Linked DNA regions of Mus musculus: region 2 is linked to region 1. Evidence: chromatin contacts called from public HiChIP or PLAC-seq data. All regions are on one chromosome and are shown on one strand. The core of a region is the stretch at or near the end of the contact, and the rest is flanking DNA. Distances in the headings are between cores, read along the strand shown. Region 1 overlaps Gm14636 (predicted gene 14636). Region 2 has its middle 140 kb from the start of Gm23678.

Region 1 (7,606 bases), core at 2,406-4,905:
TGTGTCCATTGCAGTTCTCTTTCTTCTGAGAATTCTTTTTATTTAAACTATTTTCTAAAGATATCTTTAGGGAGGCTTCTGTTAACATTTACTTTTCTGTATAGAAATGATTTGAAAGTTTAAGTGGTATGAAATCATATTTATAATTTAGCCATAAAAGAAGGAAGTCAGTGTATCCATCCAGCCATTTTTGCTGCATAGATTTCCCTCACAAGTCTTTTTTTCTCCATTTAAGCAAGGAATCTGATTGACAGAAAATGTTTAAATATTGTGTGTCTGTCTGTGAGAGGTATAGTGGCTCCCGAATGACAAGTATCAAACAAAAAACCTTTACTGAGGGAAAAGGGACAAAGTAAGTTTATAGCTTACAGCTACTCCTCTCTCCAACCCCATTTTATAGACTATTAGTCGATCCCTTTCTTTCTGTCTTTCTTCTGTCTCCAGGAAGAGCTTGAATAAGAGAAAATAAGGATGAATGAATGAACAGAAAAAATGATGGAATGAAGGGAAGCCTTATTAGCATGTCCTCTTAGAGGTAGGATCAGTTCAAGAACAATGAAACATTTTAGAGATTTCCAAGTCCTTTAAATCCATGGCCTTGGGTGGGCTGCCTTCACCTGCCTTCTACACTGAATTCTTAGCATTTACAGAGAGAGGAAGTTATCAACCTTCCAGCTGCATTTCCATAATATGAAACTAAACTCCTGGAACAAACAGAAAGTTTTGTTTTTTCATGGGCACTGGTGGTTGCTTCTAAGCTGTTCCTATAGAAAGCCTTCAGAACTAGATGGAGGCAAAGGAAACATATATTCATAAACATATATTCATAAATACAGATCCCCTACTCCCTGTACCTTTCTGCCAAAAGTTCACCCAACGATTGAAGTGCTCATATACTTCTTCCCTCCACCCCCACCTTCAAGTGAAAACTTGAGAGGAAAAAATAGGGGAAGTTAGATGAGTAAATTCATTAGTGCTTTAGATCAACTGAAAACAAGGAATTCCCCCTCCTGGATTTCAGTGGCCTAATTCAAACTCATAAAATACCAGTGACTAAGACGGTTCCCACTGATTTGTGAAATAAGAAGCAGAAAAAGTCAAATGTGTATTTAAGTATTGACATGCCCGGGTCTGTAAGATGTTACACTTTCTACAACAGAATTGAGATGATCACTACTGAAACTTTTGGCTTCAGCCAACTTTTACTCTGCCTTTGGACCCAAATTACTCCCATCTGTTCTGCCAACAGCCTATTTGGATTCAGATTTTGTTTCTACAACAGACAAGTGGCCCAAAGTAAGTCCCTCTGTTTCTCTGTGCTTTAGGACTCTTATCTATGAAATAGACACAAAACAATAGTACCAACAGCTTGATATGAGGATCCCACAGATCAATGTCATTTGACTACCTACAATAGCAGCTACCCAAAACACACTAAATGTACAATGAATGGTAGTCAATTTTTTTCTTTTTTCTTTTTTGTTATTTTAGTTAATCTGCTATGCCAACAGTCATATACATTTTACCACAAACACATAGACCTGGAACTAAGCTGAAAGTGTTTGCAGAATACAAGTGACTAGAGAACCATTACTCCAGGTTCCCTAATGTACTTTTTATGCAGGTCCAAGTATAAGGTGACATAACTCACTATCCAGGCTCTGTGATTTAGAGAAACTAACAGACTCATTCGACTACCAAGGGGCAAAGTAAACTGAAAACACAAGCACACTTGTTCCACAAGCCTGGGCCTCTTACAAAATAAATAGTTCAGATTTGGAGATGATTTTGTATGCAGGTATTCAGAACTATGAATGCAAGCAGCAAAGCATGGCTACCCATTTTCTTAGTTAAGAACTCTAGTGTTTTGTGTGTGTGTGTGTTGTGGGGGGTACCAATGGATTATCTTTTTTAAAAAAATATTTTATCCATTTTTAAAAATGTTGAAAGCAGAAAAATCTCAATAACATTAAAAGCAAGGTCAAAGTCTCGAGAAGAACACATAGTTACTTCAGGAAATCAATTTTTTTTTTCATGGAAATAAGGGGATATGCTTTAAAATGAAACCTTAGCCTGGCCTTCATTAGAGACATTTCCACCCTGTACCTCAGAAGAGCTACATTTTACATATAGAGTTATCACTATATTTAGATTAATATTTTAAAGTGATTTTAAACAAAATAGGTGCTACTTAGAATAGCTATTTACAATAGCCAAGAAAAGCAAATGTTTTGACTCTTATGCTGACTTACAAAGCTATCAAATTCAACTTTTGTATGCATCAAATGTGTTCCTTCAGAAAAACTAAAGGAAATGAGCAGTAGGAGTGTATTTACATAACATAGTTTACAGTTAACAGCACGTGTACTATGCTTTATATCTTAAATTTGCCTAAATACTTTAGAGTGTATAATAAATGTATAGTAAATGGGGAGTAAGTAAGAGAAGAAGTTACAGCTTAGAACCCTAAGAAGCTGAGCTAGCAGATGCTAAGATTAAATTACTGACATTTTAAATATATAGTCTGTATAGCAATTGTTTTATATTGATCTTTTTTTTTTTTCAAAAAAATCAGGGTAGTTTACTAGATAAGTATAAGACATTTTAGATGAAATATATGTTCTAATTCAGCTACTCATCTTTGAAAGTAGTTAACAAAATGGAATTACTTTGCATACCCTCTTTAACTCTTATTCTTCCTGATATCAAGAAAATAAATGGAATAAATGATATATACAGTAACTACATTCAAAACTGGTTAGGTCTTTTCATCTGAATAAAAACACCTATCCTCCAAATTTCGACCATGTAACCTAAACAGTTTGTTTAGGAGAAATAAGTTTTCAAAACTATTACTACAAAAAAAAAAAGTATGTAACAGTAAAAAAAAAAATAGTCACCAACATTTTTTCTTGTCAATAGCATTTTGAAATGAACATAAGGAAATTAAGTTGAAGACAGAGATCAAAATATAGATCCAGAAATCTTTAAGTGTGTTCAAGGCCAACAATAACAGAAGTGGTTGACTAAAATGGCAAGCAAGGACATAAACTGCACAACATGCCAACAGGAAGTAACTGCTGAATCACTAAGCAGGGAAGGAGGATCAGGGACATAAACTGGGAAGTTTAGAAAGAACTTATTTTTAATGATTAGAAACATAGGGACAAGAGAGCCATCTTATACATCTTTTCTTTTCTTTTTTTGAGAAGCATGGTTAGAAGTCTCCTTTTCTAGATTCAATAATGCAGTTCAATTTCCTGGGCTGCCTGGTTTCCCAAAGGCACTTACTGTGCCCAGCATGACTCCTGTGTCAAAGTGTCACTCCCTCTAAGGTGTCCCTTTCTCCCTTAACAGCATAGACCTGTCTGGGTATAAAGTTCCAGAAAATAAATATGAAAGGACTTTTTGTAATTGTATACAAAAATTACTTTGGAGTTGAAAACAAAATGTTATTTCTTTTGTCTTAATTTTTCTCAATTAATAAAGCCAGGTTGACTCATCAAGAAGGAGCTTGGATCCCTGAAACTCCCATAGTCCATTCCACCACAAACCTGTGAACAAACATTTCACACAGAGGAGGAATGGACCCTGTTAATGACCAGAGTGGTGATATCACTATCACCTTCGCATGACACTAGGCATAGGGTAAGCAGGAATGCAGAAAGCAGTTGACACACCCCTTTGACTCAGCCTAGTTTCAGTGCTTGCAAATCCTGGCTCCATTATTTCCTTCCTATGTCATTTTGGGCAATTAGTTTCACTTCTCTGTGTACTGCTTTCTCTACAGTAAAAAGAAGTAACAATCATACTGGGTTTACAGTTAGTACATGTAAAGCATTATATATTAAGACCTATGTCCTGGGTAACTATCAGGAATTGGTTGGCACTGAAATAGATGTCAGGGATATATTTAGAAAAATATCTAACACATATCATGAGTTCAATGAATGTTAATTCAAGAGTCAAAAAGCCTTATCTGGCACTCCAACACTCATGCTATTATAAATGTTTATAAGGAGGGTGATTATTTAATATACATACATACATATATACATACATACATACATACATACATACATACATACATAACTCTAGGGAGAGTTGGTGCTGTATTCCAGAATCAAGTACATGAATATTTCTCTGATAAAATGTATAGGCTTAGTGAGCTAAATAAAGACTGCAAGTGGACTCATTTAAGCTCAGGTCAGAACTTTCCATCATTTTGTGACATGAACATTTTTCTAACTTTTCAGAATCATTTGGACTTTAGAAGAATTGCCAGGTTTCTACTTATGAAGTAAGGAATAACTTCAACTGAAATCTTTTTTTCACTAATTCTCAAGGTACAAGTGACAAAATAAATTGCTAAAACCATTGTGAAATAGAAAATACCTTCAGGCATGGAAAATGCAAGCGTGCATACTTAATCTATGGTACATATTAGTCTAAACATTTTCTTGCTCTGATACGGTGTTTCCTAGGTTATCAGCCTGCCAATTCATTCCATAAACACCTCTTAGTCTCTTTTTAAAGAATGTTAAAAGTAATTTTTGAATGTAAGATAAAATGCTTAGGGCTTATGACTGCTTAATACACTCCTATTTATTCCATAGGAAAAAGAAGACAAAACTAGGAAATGGCAAATGAACAGTTGTTTGGAAAGCATGTGTCTCATAAGAACACCGAAGCCTCTGTAGTTGTTCTTAGGGGGAGCGGGGATAGAAATAAATGCTATAGCAAACTGGTAAGCCATTCTGCTACTACCAAAGGAATTCTCTCCACATTGCATTTGAAGGAAATATTTGCAGCTCTTCAAGAGCCTACAATAATTGGTTCAAGATGTTCTTCTCATGGCTGGTCAGCCCCGGATAAACGGTGTGCAGAGCCTTGTGGAAGCTGAGCTGACGTTTACTCATTACTCCATATGTTGGTACTTATCTCTCCCAATTTTTCACATACTAATTTTGTACTAAAGTATGGCTTCCTTCAAGGCCTATGCTTCCCACTTCCATGGTGATCCTGTATACAAAAGCAAGTCAAGAAGACCTGAAAAATGGAGATCATTATAATTCTTCATGGTTTACCCATTCTTGTTATCCTTCTACTCAATGACACTGTAGCAGGAGATCTGAATGCCATTTATGAACTGAATCCTTAAAGCTACATTTCAATGCCTAACTACTCGGTTGCCAGAGAACTACATTCCAAGTCTTATCTGGGTTCTAACAAATAGCTGTTGTTGATTTAAGACCCACCTTCAAAGTAAGCTTAGACACACACCTACACACACACACACACACACACACACACACACACACACACACACATCAAATTTTGAAGGTGTACAGTACACTTATCAAATACTGGGTAGAAATGATTGAGATATGTCTCTCAAATGGCTTCCTTTCACTTTGTTGTTTTGAAAATCCACAAAGACCAAACATGCCAAAATAGCAATGCCTTTAGTAACTCTGGGAGATAATTCATAGCAATGCTTTTAGATGTACATTTAAAAATAAGAAACTCAGAACAAAGAATGACAAACTAAATTTTAAAGATGAAGTTTTTCTGGGACTCACTTTTTAGCATTTACTATTTCAATTTATATTATATCCTATTTTTAATCACTCAAGGCAGTGGCTTCTAAATGTTGAAGAACATCTGAAATTTTTATATAGTCTTTTTCCTATCCTGCATGTATTTAGCTCAATATTAAATTACCGTGTTTTTTATCCAAGCATTTAGATGAAATACAGAGGTGAAAATAATTATTAGTTACTGAAGATACACTAACAGCAGGATAAAAATCAGCTAAAATTACTATCATGCTTTCTCAAAATTTTTCTGTCTCCTTCTCAAACCTATAAATTTATGTGTGTCAGGAGGGCACACCTTAATTAAGCCAAATGACATGTGACATTCGCCCAAATTTGCAGCTAGATCTGCATGTCACAGCCATGCTTGTCTTTTCATTGAAACTGAAGTCTTGGGAGCTATTAGCCTAAGAAAAATGATCTTCAAACCCTTAAAGCGTGTGCGTTAAGGGGGCACAATTTACAGATTCCAACATACTCATCTTTCTCTTCCCATCTGCAGCCCACTCAACTAACAGAAACCTGCAGCTTTGTTATCCTGCTATGGTGTTCCTTTTTTAAGCTGGAAATTTTATGATTCCAAAAGGAACAGAGTGGGAGCCAGAAGTCAAGAATGTACATTTAACTTTTAATTTAGTTGGGGCTACTTAAAGCAAAATAAATAATATTACATCCTTTATAACTCAAAGCCTAATTCTGTTCATGTCATAATTGCATGTTTATACTCATAAATGGAGATTGCCCAGAATACCTATATAATTACTGACACTTAAAATATTTCCATCTAACTCTTTGTAAGTATATATCACATGATTAGTTCTACTGACCAAAAAGAAACAGACAAAAATCAAGCAGCCACCTACTATCCTAATATGCTTGCTGGGCACAACCTTTATGCAATCATATTTCAGAGAAGTCAAACATTCACACTAATATAAAACTGCTATCTCGGTGTCTTTTGGAACACAGATAGTCACAGCTTTACTGTCTTTTTCTGGAATAGGAGCAGCTCAGATTCAAAACAAGAAAACTGAATTTCAGGTTTCAGAGAAAGAAAGACAGGCAGACACACGGGTAGCACACCATTAAGAGTTAGTTGCTCATTACCATCTTAAAAAAGTTATGAACTGTATGGAAATCAGCACCCTTTTGCTTTATCAAAACAAGAACAGAACTGTAATCAAACAGAACAATCTTAAAATCATGACATGAATACAAAACAAATTCTATGACCACCATAATCTGCCATTCACAATCAGATTTTTTTGGTACACTGCTTCTACTTTCATTTTGTAAAGATCTAGATAAAATCTGACACAATGGGGAAGCAAAGGAACCGACTAATTCTGAAAGTATTTCTTCACATTTCGACTCGCTACTCAGACTGAATGCAAATCTCTATCCATGGAAAGTTAGTGTAGCAACTCAAGCAAACAGCCCATTTGGATTTCATGCTTTGCCCCACTGAAAAGGAAACCATGTTCAAAAAGTAAGATCTAGTTCTATTACATATGTTTGGCTAAACTAGTAACTCACATCTCATTTTGTTAATTACCTGGTAACGTCTCAGCTTTTATGTTATATGGTGGGGCTGCCTGCTTTTAAAATCCTATATATATATATATATTTTGCAATTCTCCCACACACCATATGATATCTATTAGGGACAATGCCACTTTTCACTTACCGATTCTGGATAACGCAGTGTTTCCTGGTGACAGAAAGCTGAAGCTTCCATTTGCTGAAACTCCCTCTTCTCAGCTTGGTAAATCTGATTATAAAACGGCTTTGTTCTGATCGCACAAGGCACTTTTTTCCCACAAAAGTTTGCTAACGAGTTATCTGCATTTCATTCCTGTGACAAAATGAATCAGACAAAAGGGAAAAAGGGGACAGGGAATAAGTCCACACAAGTTCTTGGCACACATTTTCAGCTACATTTTTCTCAGTTTAATCAGTAAGCTGCATTAAAGTAACAGTTACCAGTTCAGGAAGCCAGAGTTTGATCA
Region 2 (7,606 bases), core at 1,661-4,160, 740 kb after region 1:
ATTTTGATGACTTAAAATGTCAATACTAGCTGCATATGTATCAAAAGATGGCCTAGTCGGCCATCACTGAAAAGAGAGGCCCATTGGACAGGCAAACTTTATATGCCCCAGTACAGGGGAACGCCAGGGCCAAAAAATGGGAATGGGTGGGTAGGGGAGTGGGGGGGGTGAGGGGGGGGACTTTTGGGATAGCGTTGGAAATGTAATTGAAGAAAATACGTAATAAAAAAATGTCAATACTGAGTTGTATATTTTAAAATAAATTGTATTAGTTTAATAATTAAAAAGTTGGCTATAAAAGTATTCCAATTCCCTTTAAGAAAATGCATCTTAATTTATAATCAATGCAGGCATCCCCTGAAGTTGAAATTTTAGTTTTGCTGGGTTACTTCGGAAATGGTGAGCACAAATCTACATTTTATATAATCATACCAGTTTATTTTTATGTGTGTGGTGCAAAAAACCAAGATTTTCAGAAAGAATACCAACTAGTTAAAATTCTTTTGTATATGTCCCACTAAATTATTTTAAGTACTTTATAATATTTTAAATCATATTTTAGTGATCCAATAAATAAAACAAATGTTCAGAAATTTTAAAAAACTTGACTAATACCAAAACCAAAATTACAGACATGTGCATGGGAGTCCACAAAGCAATCAAATTGAGGAATTTGGGGTTGCTGGGGCAGCTGTGACCACATTCCTGCCTTGTAGTAAAGGTCACAGTCAAGGCCTCTGCAACAAAACAGACTGACAAAAGAAAGGCATAGCAAATTTACTTCAGGTTTTACAGGGCACATGAGTCTTCATATTGAAGACCCAAATCGGGGGAAACGATTTCTATGTTTCAGAATGGACAGCCATGTAGAATGTAATGATACAAAAGCATGTGGATGTCATGCTAACAGGCCAAGGGGTTGAGCCAACCCCTGTCAGGTGGGATTTTTCTTGCCTTCACTCTAGCATACCCAGCTATGGACAGGACATATCCGGAATGAGAGACTTCAAAAGAAAAGAGACAGCATGGCCTTTCCAGCCTGTACAGCTTGCTTTGATGAAATGGAATTTCAGTTTCTATAAGCCACCTTGGAGCAAAGGAAATCTGGTTTCAATGATCCATTTTGGGGCCAGTATGTGACAGAGACAGCAGACATAGAGGCAGGAGAAAGGTCAGAGAGACACTTGGCTCCTGACCCCTTCCAGTTTCCACTGACTCAAAGATACTGTGCTTTGGGATATTTTTTGGACTCCATTAGGGGCTAATTCGAATATTAGGCTAGATGAAGGAAATGGAGCTTGGTGCTTCTGGGGGGAATAAGTTATGAGAAGGTGACTAAAAGCTGTTTGCTAAAGTAATTAAACAGATAAGAGACATCTCAGTTTCTAAAAGCTGTCTTCAGGGTAGCTCTCTTCCTGGTATGCCAGAGAGGCTCTGTTATATTACTGGAAATTTTGGAGACCTCTACATGGGATACCACATACTGCCAAGGAAATTAAGGTGCTCTTCTTCAGGTTCTTGGTCTCATTAATAAAAAAAAAAAATTTAAGAACAGACTCAGGAGAGAAGTAATAGCCTGGAAAGAGTGAGAAAGGCCAGAATGTCTGGAAAAGCCCACCTCTGCATTAGCAATCATCTGAAAGAAATCATAAGAGGTATGAGGAGGAGGAAGGGGAAAAAGCGGAGGAAGAGGGAAGAAGGAAAGAAGGAAGTATGTTACAACTTAGGCAAGTAAACCTTACAAAACCACTGTAGCAATTCCACCGAGGAGGTGGGTGGGGTAGGTCTAAGAAAAAAAAGTACATTATCTCATGAAAAGAAAAATTATTCCTCCCATCTATTTAGCATAGCCTTAGGTGAATCTGCTTTCTAGGGGATGGTCCTGTTACTAGAATTTTGGAGTCATTCATGGCTGCTGGATGATACAGGGGAAATGGGTTCCCATTCCCCGCTTGAGGTTCTTAACATCATTATTAAAAACAAATTTAAGGATAAACTAAAAAAAAAAATTGGAGATGTAAAGAAAATTGTGTTACAGTTTAGAAGAAGAATTCCTCAGAGCAGGCAAGCTGTAACACCTCTGCAGCTGCTCAGAGGAGGAGAATGGAGGAGGAGAAAAAGAAAAGCTTAAGCCGGCACAGATGTCAGACATATAATGGACAACTATCTACATGGTAGGGAGGGAGAGCTATGAAGAAAGAGATAAGGAAGCCTCAAATGTTGATGAACTCTAATATGTTAAGGAAAGCATGTTTTAAAATGACATTGGAAAAAACGGAGAAGTTGGAAAGCTGTAAGGTTACAGCCCAGTAATTGCACTGGACAGGAAAGATTATAGTTTCTCATGAAAGGGATAACTATTCAGCCTAACTCTTTAGTGTGGTGAACCTCCCCCTTCCTAAGGGTGCTCCCCGGTCATTGGCCCACCCCAAATGAAAAGTTAGGTCTCCATCCAGTCCAGATATTCCAACTTCTTGACAAGAAGGAAATAGCATTTCACTAATGGGCCTATAATGCTACTGTGACAGCACATTTCCAAATGGAAGTTTATGTGACCTTCATAAAGCCAAATGTATGTGCTCCTGGTGCGTTCACAGAGAGAAAGAAGGCTTAGACCTAAAAGCATTTATTTAGCTCATAACCATACTTAAGCCAAATTGACATTTTGGATCTCGTTCCCCATCTCACTGTCTGATTAGTAAATACATATGGACTGAGAACAGAACATGCCCATATCACAGCTAAGGGCTTTGGTGGCTGCTCTGTGGTTCCCACTTAACAGAACTTGGCAACAAGAACCAAAGACCAGTCACAAAAGGAAAAGTACAAAGGGAACATCCAGCTTTCCTTTGGTGACTGCCAAGATCCCATCAATCTCCATGCCAGCCCTGGGAAAGCTGGAAAAGGGGCCTCACACCCTAGGAAGGAGGGGCCTGGGCAAGTGGGTAATGAGTCAGAAAGGAATGTGTACTAACCAACACCCGAATGCCGGCCTGCCTGCCAACTTGAAGAGGACCCAAGTAAATTCCTTTCCACATACCAGGGGCCCACATCACTCCAGAAGGCAGTGTTTCCATGTGAGAGTCTACCCTGCACTTTGCAGAACAGAAGGCTGCTTATTTGCACTTAGATGGAACTCTGCCACCACCATACCTGTCTCACTCCAGTTTTCTTGGCACTAATCAGGGTTGCCTTTTAAAATTCTCTCACAGTGTACTTCCTGAGGTGGCCCCACTGCTCGCGGGGAAAACCCAGGGACAAGGCTGAGGAAGGCATGTAAGCTTGTGTTAATAAAGTCCTGTGCCACTTTGGCCTTTTATTTGTCTTTAAATAAATAAGCCTGGAACACAAGTTCCTGAATTTGAAAACAGATGATTTTTAAAGCAGATTTCTTAGGCTACAAAATTTAAAATTTCAGTCAAAGACCAAGAATTCTCCAGTGTCACTTTGCTATGCCTCTTAGTCTCTCCACTGGTGTCTAGTAGGAATGGCCTTCACCAAAAGAGCCCACACTTCCTATCTTTTCTTTTAGAAGACTGTCAAGAGACAGTGGTCCTCTTAGGAAGCCCCACAGGGTCCGAGAGTAGTGGTGTTTACAACTAATTGATCACAACCAGGAAGCCCCACAGACCCTTTGAGGACACAGAAACACACACTCTTTAAGTAGGAAAGCTGGGGATACCCCTGCTCTCTGTTTTATCTGATTCACAGGGCCGATTAGAGGACTCCTTCCCAAATGAATTCAGAATGGCCATCAATAGTTACACACTTATTAGCCCAAACAGACAAAGAGTATGGTTTCTCTCTTATGGAGTCTCAATCCTTCTAGCAGTGCTTCCTTTCTACAGCAAGAGTTCTGCCAAATGCTCAGAGACAGGTCCAAAAGAGGCAGTGTCTACAACCCTCTCTTCTCAAAGGAGCTACCCACCCACAAGGGTATGGTTGTTTTAGAGGAAAGATTTCAAAACCCACTGCACTCTTTATAGATGTTAAAACCAACCAAACAAACTATGTGGCTGTGTTTTGTCAGGGATGGGTGAGAGGAAAAGAGGTACACTGGGTACTTGTCTTCCTGCCTTCTTTTAAAAACAAAATGCCTTGCCTGGGGTAGAGGCAATTCATACTTCGATGGAAAATTCTTTATTGCTTCTAGCTCCTGCTTCCTGTGTTATCTGATTGTGATTCCATGGTTGATGAAGCTACTTCACAACTCATAGTTTTGGGCAAGTGGTAGGTAAGCAAATTCTGTCTTGTTCGCGTCAGCTGACTTCCTTCTCCAGGGGGAAGAAAAACCATAGTTTTCCTTCATTTGTAATTCACTTCAGCACCACCACCATCCATTCACAATCAGGGTAGCTGCAATCTTTCAAAGGCTTATTTAATTTATGTGTGTTATATATGTGTGTGTGTGTACATGTGTGTGCAGGTGCCTTTGAAGGTTAGAAACTGGGCATTAGATCCCGTGGGGCTAGAGTTACAGATGTTTGTAAGACACCAGATGTGAGCACTAGGATCTGAACTCTCATCCTCTGATAAAGTAAGAAGTGCTAAACTTAGTGTTGAGCCTGCTCTCCAGCCCCTGGCCTGTTTATTTTTAAAGCCTGGTAATAACATCTGGCTGGTCCCTTCAACTATAGGAATAACATTTTCTTATGACCCTGTTAATATCTCTGTGAACAGAAAGTTTACTGTAACAGCAACAGCCACCCCCTCTGAAGTTCCTGTACTTTGCCAAGTGATCTACATATTAGGGACAGATGCCTTTTACAAAGCAGTACTCCAAGGGAAAACAAAAAAGTGGTCCTTTCAAAAGACTTGGATCTTGCCCCTCACTTGCCCCTGTGAGCCTCTCTGTTTAACAAAGCTGTCTAAACTAAGATTCGAGTTAATTGTCAGCAGAACACATTTTTCCCACTGTAGAAAGTCTTATTTCAAAGTATGTTGATTGCCTGCTGGGTTTTTTTCCCCCCATGCTCTCCACTGTAGGTTGCTGCTTGGGAGAGCTGAGACCCAGCCACTAGGCAGAGCTGAGTTTCAGTTAGCTTCCTTGAACCAACCCCCCCCCCCCTGTGCCCTGCCAGCATTCAGTGATCAGTGGGATTCCTGGAATTCCTGGCATAGCACAGAAGCCCTGTTTGGCCTAGTAAGTGCCCTTGAACCAAGGTTCTGACCCCAAGATTGCATTTTATTCTTTTATTCACATCCAGAGGTTAATACTTATTTATGTAAATCCTCTGCCAGGGATTAGTTCATCTTGACCCCTTGGTTTTTGATTGCTCTAATGGTCTCAGGTGTTTTGTTAGAGCCTTTTGGTACCCTCTTTTCACTGAAAGACTAAGGTCAGCAAGAATTCAATCACAAAAAGAAGAGAGTGGGGCACTTAGAAATGTTGAAAAGGCCTGCTTTGAAGTGTTCTAAGGAGCTTTCAGAGGCCACCCAGTTTACAAGGTTAAAACAAAGCTGTAACCTAGTGAACCCTACTTAATTCATGGAAAATAAGCTTTCACTACACTGCATCCTCACAAAAGTTTTTAGAGGAGAAGATGTTCAGTGGCCATCTCCTAGAGACCAGCTCTACAACTAAAGAAATCAGTATTACAAGAGTATTTGAAGACCATTTCCAAGCAAAGGAAAAATCATGACCCTCCTGAGGTATAAACAGGAACATGTGGAAATTCTATGTTGCTCTTATAATTGAGGGAACTGGGCAGCTGTTATAATGATTTTGATTATTGTTGTTTTTAATAACCAGCCCTCATTGACAGGGAAAGTGGAAATGTTGAAGTGAGTTGTAAATGGATGCAAACTGTTTTCTGTTCCCCTATGCTCCATGGGAGAAGAGAGTTAGCTGAACAAGGCAAGACAGGGTATGCACCATCAGATAACACGTGGAAGTATATGCAGGTTTTCATTGAAGCATAGATTGCCTGTTTTTTAAATTTTAATTAGTTAATAGACTATATTTATCTTGGTCAGTGTTCTATTGATGTAAAGAGACACCAGTACCACAGCAACTCTAATAAAAGGAAGCATTTAATTGGTGGCATGAAGAGGGACATAGTGCTAGAGAACCAGCTGAGAGTTTTCCATCTGGATCTGCAGATAGTAGGAAGACAAAGAGACACTAGGCCTGGCATTTGAAACTCCAAACCGAACTCCAGTGATACACTTCCTCCAACAAGGCTATTACTTCTCAAGTAATGCCACTTCCTGGTGACCAAGCATTCAAATCTATGAGCCTCTGGGGGCCATTCTCATTTAAACCACTTTTTTTTTTTTTTTTTTGAGATTTGAGACACAGTCTCACTATGTATTTCTAGCTGGTCTAGAACACACTATGCAAATCAGGCTGGCATTGAACTCAGAGATCCTCCTGCTACTTCTGCCTCCTGAGTGCTAGAATCATACACCATGACTTTCACTTTTTAAATGGGGATAAAAGAGAAGTATCTGGTCCATCCACCTATCCACACACACCCCAGACCCATATTCATACTTTTTTAACTGAGGGCAAAATTGATAGCAGCTGAAATCCAGCCTTGACAGCCATACACAGAGGGATTCCAAGTTTATGAGTCCATGAACAAAAAGTTGAACAGAGACACACAGCTGCAGCTGAATCAGGGGCAGTTTGTTAGAAAAAGAGATAGTACATGGGAGAAAGTAGGTCTAGCCAAGAGGAATTTTAGCAGCTCTAGGCTCCAGAGTCACAAAGGGTTATAGTTTCTTGTCACTAAGCATAGACTTTTTCTAGGCATGCTTACCTATCAGTTACTTGTAATTGAACATACAAATTTGTGCGTCTCATTCGCATTTTAATTTTTCGCCCAAGTGTTTGTGTTCTAAGTGATAGACGATTTTCAGACACTTCAGAAGGTCTCTAAACCTGGACCACTGGAGTCTCATGGCCTTAGTCTGGTTGGGGAGAGGTAAGGAGCAGCCTTAAGGTAGGCTTGACAAACTGGTTGATTCCAAGCTGAAGTCCAAGCTTGCAAACTGTTAGCCTTTTCTTTACTTCCCTGTCACACCAAATCACATCCAATCATGAGTTAGAAGAGTGATGTTTTAGCACCAAAAATATGCTGCTTCATTCTTTCTGTCACTCAATTATCTTCAAAGTTGTTGGTGACTTTTTTGTAAACCAGGTATTTCTTATTAGATATTTTCTTGAATTACATTTCAAATGCTATCCCCCAACCCTGCTCCCCAACCCACCCATTCCCAATTCCTGGCCCTGGCATTCCCCTGTACTGGGGCATATGATCTTCACAAGACCAAGGGCCTCTCCTCCCATTGATGGCCTACTAGGCCAAACTCTGCTACATATGCAATTAGAGACACAGCTCTGGGGGGTACTAGTTAGTTCATATTGTTGTTCCTCCTATAGGGTTGCAGACACCTTTAGCTCCTTGGGTACTTTCTCTAGCTCCTTTATTAGGGGCCCTGTGTTCCAGCCAATAGATGACTGTGAGCATCCACTTCTATATTTGCCAGACACTGGCATATCCTCATAAGAGAGAGCTATATCAGGATCCTGTCAGCAAAATCTTTCTGGCTTATGCAATAGTGACTAGGTTTGGTGGTTGTATATGGGATGGGTCCGGGT

Evidence for each region. HiChIP or PLAC-seq counts read pairs in DNA pulled down with a chosen protein or histone mark.
Region 2: a contact with region 1 is called in a FOXA1 HiChIP or PLAC-seq map of pancreatic cancer cells. The contact joins two enhancer-like sites. A contact is called at or near these places in 2 of 115 datasets of contacts at active chromatin or transcription factors (astrocytes and pancreatic cancer cells).

What each region holds. Positions count from the first base shown.
Region 1 is chrX:19,159,491-19,167,096 of GRCm38.p6, forward strand. Gm14636 (predicted gene 14636) reads right to left here. Exons shown (of 5, transcript NR_168020.1): 4 at 7,285-7,452. Among named protein-coding and RNA genes, the nearest start is that of Mir222, 16 kb to the left of the region's middle. Within about 2 kb of position 3,656, at least 70 of the 459 cell types and tissues checked have an H3K27ac peak or open chromatin away from gene starts, as enhancers often do. A contact at or near this core is called in pancreatic cancer cells, where this site is marked.
Region 2 is chrX:19,901,756-19,909,361 of GRCm38.p6, forward strand. No RefSeq gene overlaps it. Among named protein-coding and RNA genes, the nearest start is that of Gm23678, 140 kb to the left of the region's middle. Within about 2 kb of position 2,911, at least 72 of the 459 cell types and tissues checked have an H3K27ac peak or open chromatin away from gene starts, as enhancers often do. A contact at or near this core is called in pancreatic cancer cells, where this site is marked.